Regions from separate parts of the Mus musculus genome. Here all the other regions are linked to region 2. Evidence: chromatin contacts called from public HiCAR-type, HiChIP or PLAC-seq and promoter capture Hi-C data. All regions are on one chromosome and are shown on one strand. The core of a region is the stretch at or near the end of the contact, and the rest is flanking DNA. Distances in the headings are between cores, read along the strand shown.

Region 1 (3,006 bases), core at 40-2,539, 730 kb before region 2:
TGGGGCTAGGCCATGTCAGCAGAATTCTGTGGTAACTTTGGGGTCACACAGGTAATAACCATCAGTGTCACCGCTGTTGCCATTGTGCCGGGTGTGGTGCGCACACCTTTAATCCCAGCACTCGGGAAGCAGAGGCAGGGAGTCTCTTGAGTTGCAGGCCAGTCTGGGCTTTAGAGAGAGAGACCTCCTCTGGTAGGAAAATCAAGTCACCCTGTTCTCAGTCAAACCATAAGGGCAGCTGTAACTCCTGGTGGGCAGTGAGTGCACAGACATCCCCAGCCAATTATGCCATCTTCATTCCCGCTGGAAGGTTAGGACCTCTCTGTGAATGAAGTGGTCTTAACCTGTCCAGGCCAAGTCTGCCTCTTACAGGTTCTCATGGCCACCTGCAAGGTCTGGGCAGAAGCGGAGGCTTTGAGTGGTGAGTGGTTCTCACAGTCAACTTCCAGCCTCAGCCCCACTCTGGGGTCAGTGGCCAATACTGTAATAGTTGACCAAGAGAGTTGTCTCATACCCAATCACAACCATGACCTATTTTCTTAGGAGTGGGGGGAGGGCAGTGTTTAAAGACCCTGGGGTTGATGAAGCCCCAGGCTGGTGGTCCTCAACCTTCCTAATGCTTGAACCCTTTAATATAGTCCCTCATGTTGTGGTGACCCCCCACCCATAAAATTTTTCATTGCTACTTCATACCCATAATTTTGCTACTGTTATGAATCATAACGTAAATATTTTTGTTTTCCAAGGGTCTTAGGCGATCCCTGTGAAGAAGTCATTTGACCCCAATGTGGTTGAGAAACTCTGCCTCAGCCTTTGCCGGGCTAATAGCAGATGAACTCTTTAGATAAATATGTCTAGCCCTGAAGAGCAAGGGCTGGTAGAAAGGTTTCTAGGGGAAGATACAATCTGAGGCTTTGGGGGATGTATAGGACCTTGTCTCACTGTGCGACCATAATGGCTCTATTCTGGTTGGTTGTACAAGCAGTAAGTGGCAAGCATGTGGGCCACCGAAGGACAGCTCTCAGGGTAGGAAAGGGTGGGCACCCTGGGTGCCAATTTGAATAGCAAACCGGATCAATCTGAGGTGAGTAAGGGATAGTCCTGAGTTCACAAGACAGGATAAGAGGCCAAACTCAGATATCCTGCCTTCCGCCTGAGGGCTTCCTCATCCCTCCCAGTATTACACTGGGATAACCCAAGCTCCGGAGGAAGACAACTACATTTCCCAAGCAGCGCCGGTCGCTCGCGCATGCGTAGTACATGTAGTGATGGAGCGCTGAGCAGGGGGCGCGGCGGCGGAGGCGGCGAGGGCACGGAAGGCTAGTTGGCTGCTGTCTGCGTCCAAGGAACTTTAAGGGTTTGGAGAACCAGCTGAAGGGGACCCGCGGCCAGGCCAAGGCAACAGGGGGCTGCAACTATGGAAGACCAGAGGGTAGGACCTGGAGAAATGCAGGGATTGGGAACAGGGAGGGGACCAGGTGATGCCGCAGCGCCCCTCCCCCCGCACGGGCCGCCCGCACAGCGGCTCCTGTTAACACGCAGACCCCCTACCTCTCCTCCCCGCTCCTGCCCTCCCTCAGCATCTCGTCATCCTAGCCTGGGATCCTAATCCACCCCACAGGTCACCAACCCAAGCTACGCAGGGCCCAGCCCCACCACCCTGGGTGGGAACCGGCTTCTGGTGTCCTCCACCTGCTTTCCCAGAGGATCCTCCTCTCCTTGCCCAGTCCTTCACAAGCAAGACCTTCCAGCTGCCCAAGTGAAACCCGTCCACTTCCCAGGCGGACCCCTGCCTATCACGCCTCTCCCAGGAGAAGTTTGTTTCTCCATATACTCAGTTGGACTCTGGGACTCGCCTTGCCCAGACTACTCTCTCGGTGCAGCTCACCTTCAGCTTTAAAGATGCACCTACTGGCCTGGGTTGCTGGTGGTACACTCCTGTGTCCTATCCTCTAGAGGTAGAGGCAAGAGGTAGATGTTAGTTCAAGACTAGCCTAGGCTACACAGTGAGACTCTGTCTCCAAAACTGAACAAGGAGCTGTGGAGGTGTCTCAGTGGGTAAAGTGTTTGCTATGCAAATGTGAGAACCTGAGTTCAAGTTCCCAACGCCCACGTAGGAAGCTAGTTTAGTGTGTAGCTGCATACACTACAGCCCCAGCCCTAGGGACACGGACACAGGAGGATCCCTGGGGCTCGATGGCAGCTGGCCTAGACCAGGCTCACTGAGAAACCATACTCAAGTAATAGGTGGACATTGAGAGAGGAAGACAGCCAACATTGACCCCTGGCCTCCACATGCATGTGCATGCATACATATGTGCACACACACACACACACACACACACACACACACCCAAAGTCAAAACCAAATAAGCTCAGTGCTCAAAGTCTGTCCCTGAGAGGCTCTGTGGGCTCCAGTTTTCTTCTCTACTATGGGAATCTCACAGCCTCACATCAGACCTGTATTCCTGGAGGACAGCGCTCCCCCAACCTGCTGCCCCATGTTCCTTCTGTCCCCCAGGAGGCGCTAAGAAAAATCATCACTACCCTGGCCATGAAGAATGAGGAGACGCAGACCTTCATCTACTCCCTGAAGCAGATGTTGCTGAATGTAGAGGTGAACAGTCTGCTCCTGTCTGCAGATGTGGGTGCAGGGGAGAGGCCAGGAGGCACCCCTCTGTCTGCTGGGGACTCTCCACACCTTGGTTTCCCCGTCTGCATAGCCCTTGCCTTTTCTTTTGTGAGATGGGGTTTCTCTCTGCAGCCCTTGCTGGCTCAAGACTTGCTCTATAGAGCAGGCTAGCTTGGAACTCAAAGAGATTCACCTGCCTCTGCCTCCCCAGGGCTGGGGCTAAAACATGCATTACTGCTCTAGCCTCATGGTAGCCTCTCTCCATTGCAGGCAAACTCAGCCAAAGTCCAGGAGGATCTGGAAGCCGAGTTCCAGTCCCTCACGTCGGTTCTGGAGGAGCTGAAAGAGTCCATGCTGATGAAGATCAAACAGGA
Region 2 (3,027 bases), core at 445-2,944:
CACAGAGCCATTGATGTCATTGGTAAAGCACCCTCAGCCCCACAGCAGGCCTGGCGCTCTGTCATCCCAGCACTCGAGAGATGGAGGCAGAAGGATCAGGGGTTGAAAGCTACATAGTGCCTTTAAGGCCAGCCTTCTCTCAAAAAACAAAACAGTGCCAGTTTTGTGTGTCCTTCGGTAGGACTTCCGCATGGTCACAAATGGTTGTCACAGATCTGACTATTCTATATAGGGGTGTTCTGTGCCTTTGTCTACCGATGTGGGCCCCTACCCAGCAGCTTCCTTCGATCATCAGACACAATACTCTTGCACCTACCGGCAGACTCGGCCTTGTGGGTGGGACAGCTGGCTTCATTTTAACAGTTTGAAATGCTCTCAAGTAACCCAGGCTATACTCTAAAGTCCCCATGTAGTCGAGGATGGCCCGAACTCCTGATCCTCCAGTCTCAGCCCTCCTAGTGCTGTGATGCCGGGCATTTAGTGCTCCGGAAATTTTTGCTCTCGGTTCCCAGCCCTTTCCACCCGCCTCCTTTGGGATGTCCGCCGGGCCTCCTCCAGGGCCTCACCGGTCCTTGGCGCGACCCAGCTCATCCAGGGCGGCGCGCAGGTGCTGGTCGTGGCAGGCCAGGCGCTCGGCCTGCGCACCAATCGTGCGCTCAGCCGCCAGCAGCCGCCTCTCCAGCTCCGCTGCGCGTCGGTGCACGGCGGCCAGGTGCGCGTTCGCCTCCCGGATCTGCAGAGGTGGCGGCGCAGACATGGCCCCCGGCTGCCGTGCAGGCCCCACCCCGCCCTGTCGGGTCACGCCCACAACGCAAGAAGCCCCGCCCCTGAGCCCGACCCCCACCCCCCACCCCCTCCCTCACATGCAGCTGCCAGGCTGCCGCTGCATTAATTTAAACCTTCTCAAGAGGCCCCGCCCAACTTCGAAGTGACGTCAAGAAAGACACGCCCCCCGGAGGAAGGCGTGTGCTTCCTCTTGGGCTCTCACTATTGGCCACGTTTCTACCAGGGGCAGGACTAAGTGCGGCCACGCCCCGTAGCCAATGTTCACGTCCCTTTCAGGACCAGCTCCTGAGTGTGGCTGTGCCTGCGAGTGCAGCGAGGACTTAAAACCAAAGCAGAGTGGGCCTGGTCTCCGTCAATTATAATCCTCACGCTAAATCCTCACGATTGGTCCCCTTGCCCCCAGCCTGGCCACGCCCCCAAATAGTTACACGCGGTCCTGATTGAGATGGGCATGAAACCACACCCCTACACAGTCCGGATCCCTGACGAGCCAACCGCTTTTGCGCTGTGTCCCGCCGCGTCCGTGCAGCTCCGGCTAACTAGGGTATCACTAGCCTCGCGCTGTAATATCTGCCCTGCGATTGTCCTACCTTCTGTTAGTTTCGATCGCTGACCTGCCTGACAGTGTAATGGCTGTCCTGCGACCTGTCAATCCCATCCTTGGATGCACTATCAACATTCTCCGTACTAGAAACCTCGTCTTCGCTAGGGCTGGAGGCGTTTTTCTTCATGGCCTCAGTTTACCTTTCCTGACGTCACGGGCGTCTCTGTCCAGATTCACTTGTGGACCGAGCACGACACAGATCTTGCTACGGGATTAATAAGACCTCGGTACAAACCTGCACTGCGCGCATGCGCGCACGCCTTGTCTGCGTCCAAGGCGTTCAATAAAGTTGCGCGCTGGAAACCTCGCGAGAGTTGACCTAGCCGGCTACCCTTGAGTTCGCCCAGACGCTTTAGGGTCGGCCGAGCAAGCCCAGCTAGGTATGGCGATGGTGAAGCGGTTCTTTGAATCTTACCATGAGGTCCCCGACGGCACCCAGTGTCATCGCAAGACCTACATCACCACGGCCTTAGGCGGCATTTGCGGTGAGCGCGGGCCGGTGGGCGGGCGGAGGGCGGAGGTCTGGAAGCAAAGGTCAGAGGGCGCGCGGAGGTCCCTGGGGCGCCGGGGCGCAATGGCTGTAAAGGCGGAAGAGGTTGAGACTTTTGAGGGGCGTAGACTCGTCAGTGCCTAGGGGCTTCAGAGGTCGTAGGTCAATATCAGGGAGCAAAAGCTGGAGAAAATGTGAAGGTCATTTCAGCGTCGTCAGGAGTTTTTAGGGTTAAGGGGTGATCGGGTCATCGGAGTTTTTGAAGACAAGTTCTAGGGTTGCCTTGGCAAGACTGCAAACCCTCTGTGTAGCGGAGGATGGCCTTGAGGTCTTGATTCTCCTGTCTCCAGTCTGGCCTGCATGATCCTCCTGCCTCAGCTGCCCGAGTGCTGGGATGACAGGGCTACACCCCAATCTAGCCTCTGGAAGATGTTTTTGTTATTTTTGTTTTGTTTTGTTTTGTTTCTATTTTCCGCCACCACGGAACCTATTAATTTGCTCTTATTTTTAAATGATTTAAAGTGATTTAGTTTTGTCTTACGCTCATTGGTGTGTTACCTGTATGTCTTGTGTGTCCGATTCTCTGGAATTGGAGCTGCAGACAGTTGTGAGGTGCCCGTGTGGGGCCTGAGAGTTGAACCCAGGTAATGTGGAAGGGCTGTTCTATTTCTCCAGGACTGAGAGAGAGCCATCTCTCCAGCATGATTTACTATTATTTTGGACATGATCTCCCTATGTAACCCAGGCTGGCTTGGGATTCAAAGAAAGTGTCCCGCCTCTGCCTCCTGAATTCCCAGATTAAAAGTATGCATCATCATGAGGACCTGATTCTGGAAGATTCCAAATAGGGCACACTTGTTTGGAAGGTCAGATGTCCTTTTAAGGCTGTCATGGGGTTACCTTTGGCATTTGAGACTCTTAAGGTGCCCCCTCATGCCTAGTTCATTCACTCACTTATGCTATCCCTCAAGGCCTCATTCAGTCATATATTTCTGGTGTGTCCACAGGCCTCACATTCATGAGTTTACCCAAGGCTTTGCTCCCACAAAGCAGGTGTTGTAGGGTCAGGTGATTGGGGGATTTTAAAACAGACAGAACAAGCCTAGTCGTGGTGGTGCATGCCTTTGAGCCCAGAACTTGGGGGGCA
Region 3 (3,192 bases), core at 594-3,093, 600 kb before region 2:
TTTGATACATCATACATGCCTGATTCCCTCCAAGTTCTCACTCTCCCTCACTCTTCACCCTAAGGGGTGCCCCAAAGGCCTGGTCATCTCTAGTACCATGTCTGATGGCTGCTGCAGGAAGGGCAGCTTCTCTTCCAATTTGTCTAGTCCCCTGCAGGCAAGATCATTCACTGTGGCCACTGAAGAGAGAGGGAGAGCAGTGGGCAGGTGTGAAGCTTTCTGACAGGAGGGACATGGCAGAGAAGGTGAGACCACAGGGGATCTGTGGCATTCTAGCAATTGAGCCCAGTTTCTCCCATCCTCTGCTGGGTCTCTCAGTTCAACCGGACTCAGAGTCTTGGGAACAACAGAAAAGTTGGGAGCCCACAGGGAACTACTTCTTCAGTCACACAGTCAGTCAAGGGTTTCTTGTCAAGTCAGGTGGGAGCTCTGAACCAGTGACCTGACCTTAGGAGACAAGGATGACCCCGAAGGTTGGAAAGGGCAGGGGGGTGGACAGAATTAGGGACCTAGAGAGGACCCAAGAAGGGATTTGGACTCACTACGTGTGGAGTCGATCCCAGCACAGCATAAACCGTGTGGTGGTGCATCATCCCAGCACTCAGAAGGCTGAGGCAGGAGGATTGCTGAGCATTTCAGGCCAATCTGGGCTACAGAGCAAAACCCTAACTCAGAAATTTTTTAAAAAGAGAGGTGTGGGGAAGCATTTGTGAATGGGCCTGGGAGGGACACCTGGTTCTGAAGATAGCAGAGACTGACTACAGACCAAGGTGGTAGGGACTATGGTAGGGACTTAGACTCACACTGGGGCTGCAGGTGCTCCAGCAGTGGCTGTGCGTGGTCCAGGGCACAGGTAGTCACACTACACACACAGTGCTCAGCAAGGCGGCAGGCGGAGCCCAGCAGCGGGTGCCTGTCCTTGGCCGAGTTGTAAGCACTGGACACGGCAGTGCACGTGGCCTTGACCAGGGGCAAAGCCACCACTCGATTCACCACATTCTGCAGAGAACAGTTACATCAGGGCACAGCCATACCCCGATTCCCTTCATTGTGCTAGGCTGGGGGACACAAAGCAGGTCGCCTACCAAAGGCTGCAGCATGCAGCACACACACAGCAACAGGGCAACTTCTGGACCTACAGATGAGGCCAGGGCGGGAAGGGGGGCTGTTTGGGTGACCTGCACACAGGTCTGGAGAAAGACCTGACTGCTTGGGGCCTTAGTTTCCCCACAGGTGTAATTGTACCCTAAGTTTGATGCTATCACTGTAGTGACTACAATAGGTGACACCTGGAGCTATGAGAAGGGACTGGACCTTGGTCGGGCAGGGACCCAGCCACGAACCCCCCAGCCCCCTGCTGTCGTCCTTCTTTACCTGCTGGTCCAGTTCTCCCAGGCTGGATCCAGGGTCCTGAGCTGTCTGATCACCGGACATTCTGGGGGGAGGGGGGGGTAAGACACAGAAAGAGAGGGAAACCCTGAGAGTCAGCCCTGTGGAGTATTCTGGGGTCCATCAGCAAGGCATGTACAAGGCCCAACACACAGAAGGTATACAATGAAAAATCTATGACTTTGTGGGAGGACAGGCGTGGGCCCTGGTGGGACGAGGATGAGTTCAAATGTCATTACCTGCTGTGTGGCGCTAGGGTGGTGTCTTCACCTCTCTGGTCCATTTCCAGTAGGGACAGACCCGCACACCAGCCCCCGTTGCAGAGGTGGGGGCAGCGGTCAGAGAATCAGATCCCTTTGACGGGCAGGAAAGTTGAGGCAAAGATTGCACGTGGAGCTCCGAGGTCACCCTCAGCTGTCCACGGTGACAGGGACGCTGACCTCAGGGCTCATGCCCTATGTATCCCCACCATGGCCGTCCCACTGTCCTCTGCGCCTGGGCCCCGCCCAACTGGGTCCTGGGCCCGGGCCCACTGGGCCAAGGGTCCTGCCACCTGCTGTGCCTGTGGCTCCTCGCATTCACCCCCGCCACTTCCACCCTGCCGAGTTTGGGTCAGGGCCATCCCTACCCCACCCTCTACCCTCGCCTGCGCCCTCACCTGGGTGCAGAGCTCAGATCCCGCGTGTATCCGCCCCCCGGCGCTCCCACCTGAGTCAGCCCTCCGTCCTTATAGCAGGTCTGGGTGGGGCCTCCGCACGCGAGCCAATGAGGCGCCGCCGGGGGTGGATCTGGAGCTTCCCCGCCCCCCACAGGCGCCATGGTTGCCATAGCGGCTCAGGGACGCTGAATCCTGGTCCAGTCACCATGGCTGACCTCAGACTAGGACTGAGGACTTTCTTTTTGTTGTTGTTGTTTGTTTGTTTGATTGGTTGGTTGGTTGGTTGGTTGGTTTTTGGTTGGTTGGTTGGTTGGTTTTTTCGAGACAGGGTTTCTCTGTATCGCTCTGGCTGTCCTGGAACTCACTCTGTAGACCGAACAGGCTGGCCTCGAACTCAGAAATCCGCCCGGCGACTGAGGACTTTTCTTCTTCTTTCTCCTTCTCCTTCTCCTTCTCCTTCTCCTTCTCCTTCTCCTTCTCCTCTTTTTTCTCCTCCTCCTTTTTTCTCCTCCTCCTCCTCCTTCTTCTTTTGTTGTTTTTTTTTTGTTTTGTTTTGTTTTGTTTTTTGTGACAGGTTTTCTCTGGCTATCCTGGAACTCATTTTGTAGATCAGGTTGGCCTCGAACTCAGAAATCCACCTTGCCTCTGCCTCCCAAGTGCTGGGATTAAAGGCATGAGCCACCACGCCCGGCGACTTTCTCATTCTTCAGTCTTTTCCGTTTGTTTTGTTTGATTCAGACTCTCTCTCTGTAGTCAAGACTTGACCAGAACTCACTATATAGCCCAGGATAGCCTCAAAGTAACCACATAGCCAAGGATGACCTTGAACGCACCACCCAGTGGCTAAGACAACAGATGTGCCACACCACACATGTTTATGTGGTGCTGGGCGTGAACCCAGATCTGTGGGTGCTCGGCTGACTGCCTTCTGAGGCCCACTTCCTTTGTTATTATTATTATTACGTCTATGTGTCCTGGTGTTTTGTTGATATGTTCCATCTGTCATGATCCACAGATGCCTGATCCCCACAGAGGCCAGTAAAGTTGACAGACCCCCTGTGACTGGAGTAACATGTGACCTTGAGCTATCATGTGGATGCTGGGACTGGAACTCCAGCCTGAGCTGTTAAGCCATGGGTGGTCTC
Region 4 (2,947 bases), core at 165-2,664, 680 kb before region 2:
TCAGCAAGTCAGAGATTTGATGAGGTCCGTGACACTAGAGCACTCCTTACCTTCACTGAGCCCATGGCCCAAAAGCAATTCATACAACTAATTCATTAGCTAAATAACCCACTTACTAGCCACAGCTTCAAGAAAACTGTTGCAGGCATTCGAGCTGTTTGCAGATAAAGAAAGGTTTCTTCCTCCACCTAACAACAGCAGCAACAACAACAAGAAAAGATTTAGAAACTAGTGATTGGGTTCCAGATCAGCAAGGCTACATAGTGAGATTCTGTCTTAAAATTAAAAACAAAAACAAAAGACAGAGGCAATTATTCTTTTGTTGTTGTTGTTGTTTTTGAGACAGGGTTTCTCTGTATAGCCCAGGCTGTCCTGGAACTCACTCTGCAGACCAGGCTGGCCTCAAACTCAGAAATCCACCTGCCTCTGCCTCCAGAGTGCTGGGATTAAAGGCCGGCTGAAAAACATTTTTTTATACATCGTATCACTGGCTGTCTTGGATCTTGCTATGTAGATCAGGTTGTCCTCGAACTCAGAGATCCACCTGCTTGTAAATCCCAAGTACTAGGATTAAAAGCATGAAGCACCAGACTCAATTTTTTTCATTTAATATTCTTCAAAGTAATTTACACGAAAAGAAGGAATATATGGTTGAAAAGATTTATAATTTTACAATAGAAAAACATTCCTAATTTTAAAATAAAGCAAATTGTTAATTTATTAAAAAGTGGTTCATCATTTCAAAAATGAAATGCCCAGCTGTAACATTTTTAGAAAGAGTTTATATCCGGGCAATGGTGGCACACGCCTTTAATCCCAGCACTTGGGAGACAGAGGTAGGCAGATTTCTGAGTTCAAGGCCAGCCTGGTCTACAGAGTGAGTTCCAGGACAGCCAGGGCTACAAAGAGAAACCCTGTCTCGAAAAAAAATTATAGTTAAAAGAGAAATTAATGCAAGAAATAAAATTAAAGGAAGTAATTCTCTAATTACAATGGCTACTTTCAACCCGTCACTATTATACCTTAATTCCCATTACTCTTCCAATGGGTAATTTCAAGTTGTCACTACTAATCTAAACGTACCCTTCCCACCTCCTGGAACGCATATAGCCAATAAAAGGGGTGTGGGGGGTGTGCAAACGCTGATATTTTAGATTGACATTTCTTAGGATCAATAGAAATGCAGATCTTCCCAGCAGCTCCTGAACCGCCGGAAAGGAGCCTTCATCCGCCTCCCGCGGGATTTTCTAGCACATAAACCGAAGTTCTCGCGAGGACGTACTGAGTGCACCTCTTTTTCCGGAGGCTGAGGTGTCACGTGACGCAAGCTCCTCCAATCGGCGCGCGGGCCGCGGTGGTTGCCGCGGTTCCCGCCAAATACGAGCGCGGCGGCCGCGGCGGCAGCAGAAGTGACACCGGTGGGAGGCGGAGTGTGCAGCCTGGCCGCCCGACTGAAGCCTGAGCCGCCGCCGCCGCCGCCGCCGCCGCCGCCGCCGCCGCCGTCGCGGAGATGTTGGAGGAGCCGGAGGCCGCGACGCGGACAGCCGCGGGTGGGTGAAACTGCCTAAAGGAGCGGATCCAAGCCTAAGTGGCCTCGGGGCGGAGACCAGGAGAAGGGAGGGCTCTTAGGAAACTGAGGCCTCGGGGAGGGGGAAGAGTCAGCTTCGCAAGCTCCCGAAGGCATCTTGTGTCGCCTAAATAGCTGGAGTAAATGGGGAAACCGAGGCCCCGAGTTGGATTTGATGGATCCTGAGTGCTTGTGTCCTCTTGAAATCAATTGGATCTTGTAGCAGCAAGTGGAGAAACTGAGGGCAAGGAGAAGAAAAGTCAGTCGTACAAGTTATTAAGTGCGTTTGTGAATTCCAGAGCAGTTCGGACCTTTGCAATGGGCGGGGAAATTGAGGCCCGTGCTCACTTGAGCTCTGGACACCAGAGTAGCAGCAACTCTGCGGGGCAGGGCTAGTCCAGGAAGGTCGGTTTGGGTGGTTAAAGCATAGCCAGGAACCCTTTCTGGGTCCCGAAAAGGGGCCCTTTGTGAGTGTGGTATGGACCAGTCGGGTACGTGTTAGGAGTCTTTGTAGCATGCGGTAGGCTTCCCGAAATGTGGGGTGCCTATTCCCCGCTAAATTGTATCCCCAGTGTGTGTTGAACGATTGAGGGGCTGGAAAAGACGAGGTCGGTCCTGATAGACTAAGATTTCTCCAATTGAGCACCACTGACTAGACAGCCCTTCTGGGTACATTACACTAGTCTGCAAGCTCGGAGATGAGGGGAATTGGGGATGGCCAATTTCAGGATGGAGAGCCGCATCCTCAATCTCCATCCACTTCTGGGATAACTCTGGCCCCTTTTACAGTTCTGATCATCAAAGATACACACACACACACACACACACACACACACACACACACACACACACACCCTTCACAGCCTGGTATTCCAGGAAGGCTGGAGCTGTTGTTCTGACTGGCTTGAGAATTTTATGTGGGCATTAATAGTCGTACAATTCCTGGACTCTCATGGAGCATTGTTTTTATTTAACCAAGGTGGAACGTTTAAAACCGACACTATTGCTCTGGCAATAAAGACCAGTTTGGTGTAGCAGTTCATACCTGCAGTTCAGCATCCTAGAAGCTGAGGCAGGAGGATGATGAATTTCAGGTTGATCTGGCCTCTGACCACCTGAATTGTATCCTGGGAAGAAGAGAATCAATTCCACAAGCCTGTATCCAATAAATTAATTAAAGTGGAATAAAACTTTTAAAGAAAAAAGTGTCCTTCGGGGGGGGGTGGCTTTTTTTTTTAAAATAGAAAATTGAGGTGATGTTACCTTCCATTCAAATGAGAAGAAGGGAGAGTGTTCTGGGGGTCCGAGTCTCTAAGTTGGTGTGCCTGGGCTGTTTCTACTCTGGATAGCTGAGGTTGTAGGAAAGCTTAAGTCTGAATT
Region 5 (3,018 bases), core at 244-2,743, 560 kb after region 2:
ACGCCATAGTGTTCTCTCTCTCTCTCTCTCTCTCTCTCTCTCTCTCTCTCTCTCTCTCTCTTTCTCACACACACACATACAAGTTTTAAAGAAAAAAGGAAAAGTGGGTGGTGAGGGTGAGAGGGCTCTGTGGGCAAAGGTGATTGCTACCAAGCCTAATGATCTGAGCTCAATCGTTGGGGCTTGCATGGTGGAAAGAGGACCTACTCCCTTGGGCTGGTGAGATGGCTCAGTGGGTTAGAGCACCTGACTGCTCTTCCGAAGGTCCAGAGTTCAAATCCCAGCAACCACATGGTGGCTCACAACCATCCGTAACAAGATCTGACCCCCTCTTCTGAAGTGTCTGAAGACAGCTACAATGTACTTACATATAATAAATAAATAAATAAATAAATCTTTAAAAAAAAAAAAAAGAGGACCTACTCCCCCATGTTAACCTTTGACCTCCACACATGTACTGTGCCCCACATGTACCTTCACACATACACACATACATATGTATATATATACACACACACACATATATATATGTAATAAAAGTGAAATGGCTTTCAAAGTAGAATATATTTTCTAATGTTTATTATAGTTCTATTTGTTGGCAGTTTCCTACATGTTAACAACCTATCTTCGTCCTACCCACCCTCAACTCCCCTCTGACTCCGAATGAGAGTGGACTCTCTTTACCTTATCCCCACTTTCTTGCTCTTTTGTAACCCTTTGCATCCATTACTGCTGCCTGTGGGCATGTTGGCTCCCTCCTGGCTTTGTCTTGTGCTGCCACCATAACTGCACGGAGTTCATGAGCGTAGTGGCCATGGGTATGCCCTGGAGATAGCATTTCACATCCCCCGCCCCCGACTCTTACCGACTTTCTGTTCCTTCTCCCTTGAGCCTCGGGCTGGTGGTGGTATAGATGTCCCATCTATGGCTGAGCACTCAGTAATCAAAAAGTAACATGTAAGAAGTGATGGAGTGAATTAGTGTCTTCTGTCAGGTGGTGGGCACAAGTGCAAAGGCCCTGGGGCAGGATGGAGGTCAGGGAGTGAAGAACAGAGAGAGGAGAAGAGGCTGGCAGGGGTTGGGGCAGGGTGAACAGGGCCTTGTGGGGTGCAGGAAAGACATGAGTTTTGGCCCCAAAGCAAGGTTGAACCAGGAGGGTTATGGGTGGTGGAAGAATGGTTGAGACTTGACTCAGTGTTCAGTGGTCCCTTTTGGCTGCTGCAGGGGCAAAAGGCTGTGAGAGATCAGGGCCGTAGACTGGGGACCAGGAGGAGACAGGAGGTGACAGCCTAGGTGCCTACGGCTGGATGAGATAGTGGCACCTTAGTTCAGCAGGTGCCCAGGTCTGCTCAGTGTAGGTGGAGAAAGACGAGGTCACACCAGTGAGTGGAAGCTGTGAGGGCGTAACTGCAGATGCTGCTCCCCCTCCGCCCCACAGCTCCTCCCCACCCCCACCCCGGGGCGACAGTTACAGTCACAGAAGAGGAAGTGGTGTTGTAGTTGTCCCCACTGGGGCAGGCGGCGGCGGTGGTGAAGGAACGAGGGTGCACGGGGCCTCCCCGAGGGGCCAAGTGAGAGGCCGGCAGCCACCATGGAGCTCTGGCGACAGTGCACCCACTGGCTGATCCAGTGTCGGGTGCTGCCTCCCAGCCACCGTGTGACCTGGGAGGGGGCCCAGGTGTGTGAGCTGGCACAGGCACTGCGGGACGGTGTCCTCTTGTGCCAATTGCTTAACAACCTGCTTCCCCAGGCCATTAATCTTCGCGAGGTTAACTTGCGGCCCCAGATGTCCCAGGTGAGTCTGCTGGGTGATGCTAGGGCCCGACTGGATAAAGGCTGGTAGGCCCGGCTCTGGCTATGGAGAGGTGTCGAGCAGAACGGAGCTCTGGGTGGGTTTGTACACTCTTGGTTGGCTTGCAGCTGTCCCAGCAAATTTAGGGGGAAATCTCCCTATCCCGCCCCGCCCCCAGCTGACTCTGTTGAGATCCATTTAAAGGGGTCCTAAGAGGTATCTTGTTGCCTCGTAGTTAGCCAAGAGGGTGCATGAGGTTGGAGAACCAGATTCAAGAGAGAGAGGCCTTCAGTTTCTCCCCCACCGGTGGCTCCTCCTCTTCCACCTCTTCTGCCCCCCTCCTCCTCACATCTTCCTTCACCTCCATTTCCTGCCAGGGCTTTGTGCTGTGTGGCGTGGAGTGTTGGGGGCTGCAATGCGAGACCCTGTGGCATCCCAACTCTACCTATTTCGGGAAGGGCCCATTGAAGTGCAGGGCCCAGGCCTAGGGTCCTAACAAGGCCCTGGGTGTCCCTGAGTTTGACATCTGTGCACTCTCCGTGTTTCAAGTGGAGGCATGGTCAGACTATGCCCCGGTGAGCCTAGAAAATGTATTCAAATCCTTATTTGAATGTGGCTGGGGTGGTGGTGAAAGGTGACTGGTGGCTTTGTACTCTTTTCTCTGCTTCCCCAGGGATGCTGGGTTTCGGGGGGAGGGCTGATAGCCCTAGAAATGAAAGGTATAGGTTCAAGTCAAAGGGATCCACAGCCTTACCGTGGGGTGTGAGGGACATGAGTTGTATCTAAGGGAACATGGCCTTGCCATGGGGTCTGAAGGACACATCCTTGGTGTAGGGGGCATCTGTCTGTCTGTCTGTCCTCTTGCTCTCAGTCTGCCAGTCCTGTACAGCCTGTTTTTCCAAGTCCCAGGAGGCTGTCCCTAGAAATGATGAGCAACGGGGTCAGAGCCTAGTTTCTTCCCTTCATGCGAGGGGTCCCATGGAGTTGAAGACGGGAGTTACTTTAAGAATGGCCTGCTGCAGTCTCCAGGGTATTTCTGGGGTTGTCAGTGAGCCAGCAGTCTCTGAAGCTGTTGTGAGTCCTCTGAAGGAAGTAGGGAACAGAGCACCCACTGTCCCCCATGGACCGTCCCTCTGGCTGGCTAGGGGTCAGCAGAGATTTGCCTACATTTGCTTGAACTTCAGTAGCTTTCAGGGCTTGAGGAAGTAGCTATGGGACTCTTGGGC

Evidence for each region. HiCAR-type assays count read pairs that join an accessible place to other places. HiChIP or PLAC-seq counts read pairs in DNA pulled down with a chosen protein or histone mark. Capture Hi-C pulls out chosen DNA fragments and counts their contacts.
Region 1: a HiCAR-type map of astrocytes shows a contact between it and region 2, with 2.4 times the contacts expected there. The contact joins the promoter of Fsd1 here to the promoter of Ndufa11 in region 2. A contact is called at or near these places in 1 of 115 datasets of contacts at active chromatin or transcription factors (astrocytes) and 3 of 9 other capture datasets (adipose tissue, liver and pancreatic islet).
Region 3: a contact with region 2 is called in an H3K4me3 HiChIP or PLAC-seq map of embryonic stem cells, with 8 times the contacts expected there. The contact joins the promoter of Plin5 here to the promoter of Ndufa11 in region 2. A contact is called at or near these places in 8 of 39 promoter capture datasets (3T3-L1-derived adipocytes, the C10 cell line, cranial neural crest and 5 more), 1 of 484 Hi-C or Micro-C datasets (embryonic stem cells), 7 of 115 datasets of contacts at active chromatin or transcription factors (astrocytes, bone marrow-derived macrophages, embryonic stem cells and 2 more) and 4 of 9 other capture datasets (adipose tissue, embryonic stem cells, liver and 1 more).
Region 4: a promoter capture Hi-C map of adipose tissue shows a contact between it and region 2, with 4 times the contacts expected there. The contact joins the promoter of Chaf1a here to the promoter of Ndufa11 in region 2. A contact is called at or near these places in 9 of 39 promoter capture datasets (the C10 cell line, the HPC-7 cell line, cranial neural crest and 4 more), 3 of 484 Hi-C or Micro-C datasets (B cells, muscle stem cells and regulatory T cells), 4 of 115 datasets of contacts at active chromatin or transcription factors (embryonic stem cells, extraembryonic endoderm stem cells, large pre-B cells and 1 more) and 2 of 9 other capture datasets (adipose tissue and liver).
Region 5: a contact with region 2 is called in a promoter capture Hi-C map of adipose tissue, with 2.8 times the contacts expected there. The contact joins the promoter of Vav1 here to the promoter of Ndufa11 in region 2. A contact is called at or near these places in 1 of 484 Hi-C or Micro-C datasets (CD4 T cells), 2 of 115 datasets of contacts at active chromatin or transcription factors (bone marrow-derived macrophages and large pre-B cells) and 1 of 9 other capture datasets (adipose tissue).

Annotation. Positions count from the first base shown.
Region 1 is chr17:55,985,222-55,988,227 of GRCm38.p6, forward strand. It overlaps Fsd1 (fibronectin type 3 and SPRY domain-containing protein), which reads left to right and starts at 1,290. Exons shown (of 13, transcript NM_183178.2): 1 at 1,290-1,432; 2 at 2,522-2,617; 3 at 2,903-3,006. The coding sequence starts at 1,418.
Region 2 is chr17:56,716,068-56,719,094 of GRCm38.p6, forward strand. Ndufa11 (NADH:ubiquinone oxidoreductase subunit A11) reads left to right here and starts at 1,695. Exons shown (of 4, transcript NM_027244.1): 1 at 1,695-1,875. The coding sequence starts at 1,773. Vmac (vimentin-type intermediate filament associated coiled-coil protein) reads right to left here and starts at 854. Exons shown (of 2, transcript NM_178926.3): 1 at 567-854. The coding sequence starts at 757.
Region 3 is chr17:56,115,455-56,118,646 of GRCm38.p6, forward strand. It overlaps Plin5 (perilipin 5), which reads right to left and starts at 1,844. Exons shown (of 8, transcript NM_001077348.1): 1 at 1,629-1,844; 2 at 1,375-1,435; 3 at 804-999; 4 at 97-179. The coding sequence starts at 1,672.
Region 4 is chr17:56,039,002-56,041,948 of GRCm38.p6, forward strand. It overlaps Chaf1a (chromatin assembly factor 1, subunit A (p150)), which reads left to right and starts at 1,415. Exons shown (of 14, transcript NM_013733.3): 1 at 1,415-1,550. The coding sequence starts at 1,511.
Region 5 is chr17:57,277,607-57,280,624 of GRCm38.p6, forward strand. It overlaps Vav1 (vav 1 oncogene), which reads left to right and starts at 1,494. Exons shown (of 27, transcript NM_011691.4): 1 at 1,494-1,795. The coding sequence starts at 1,592.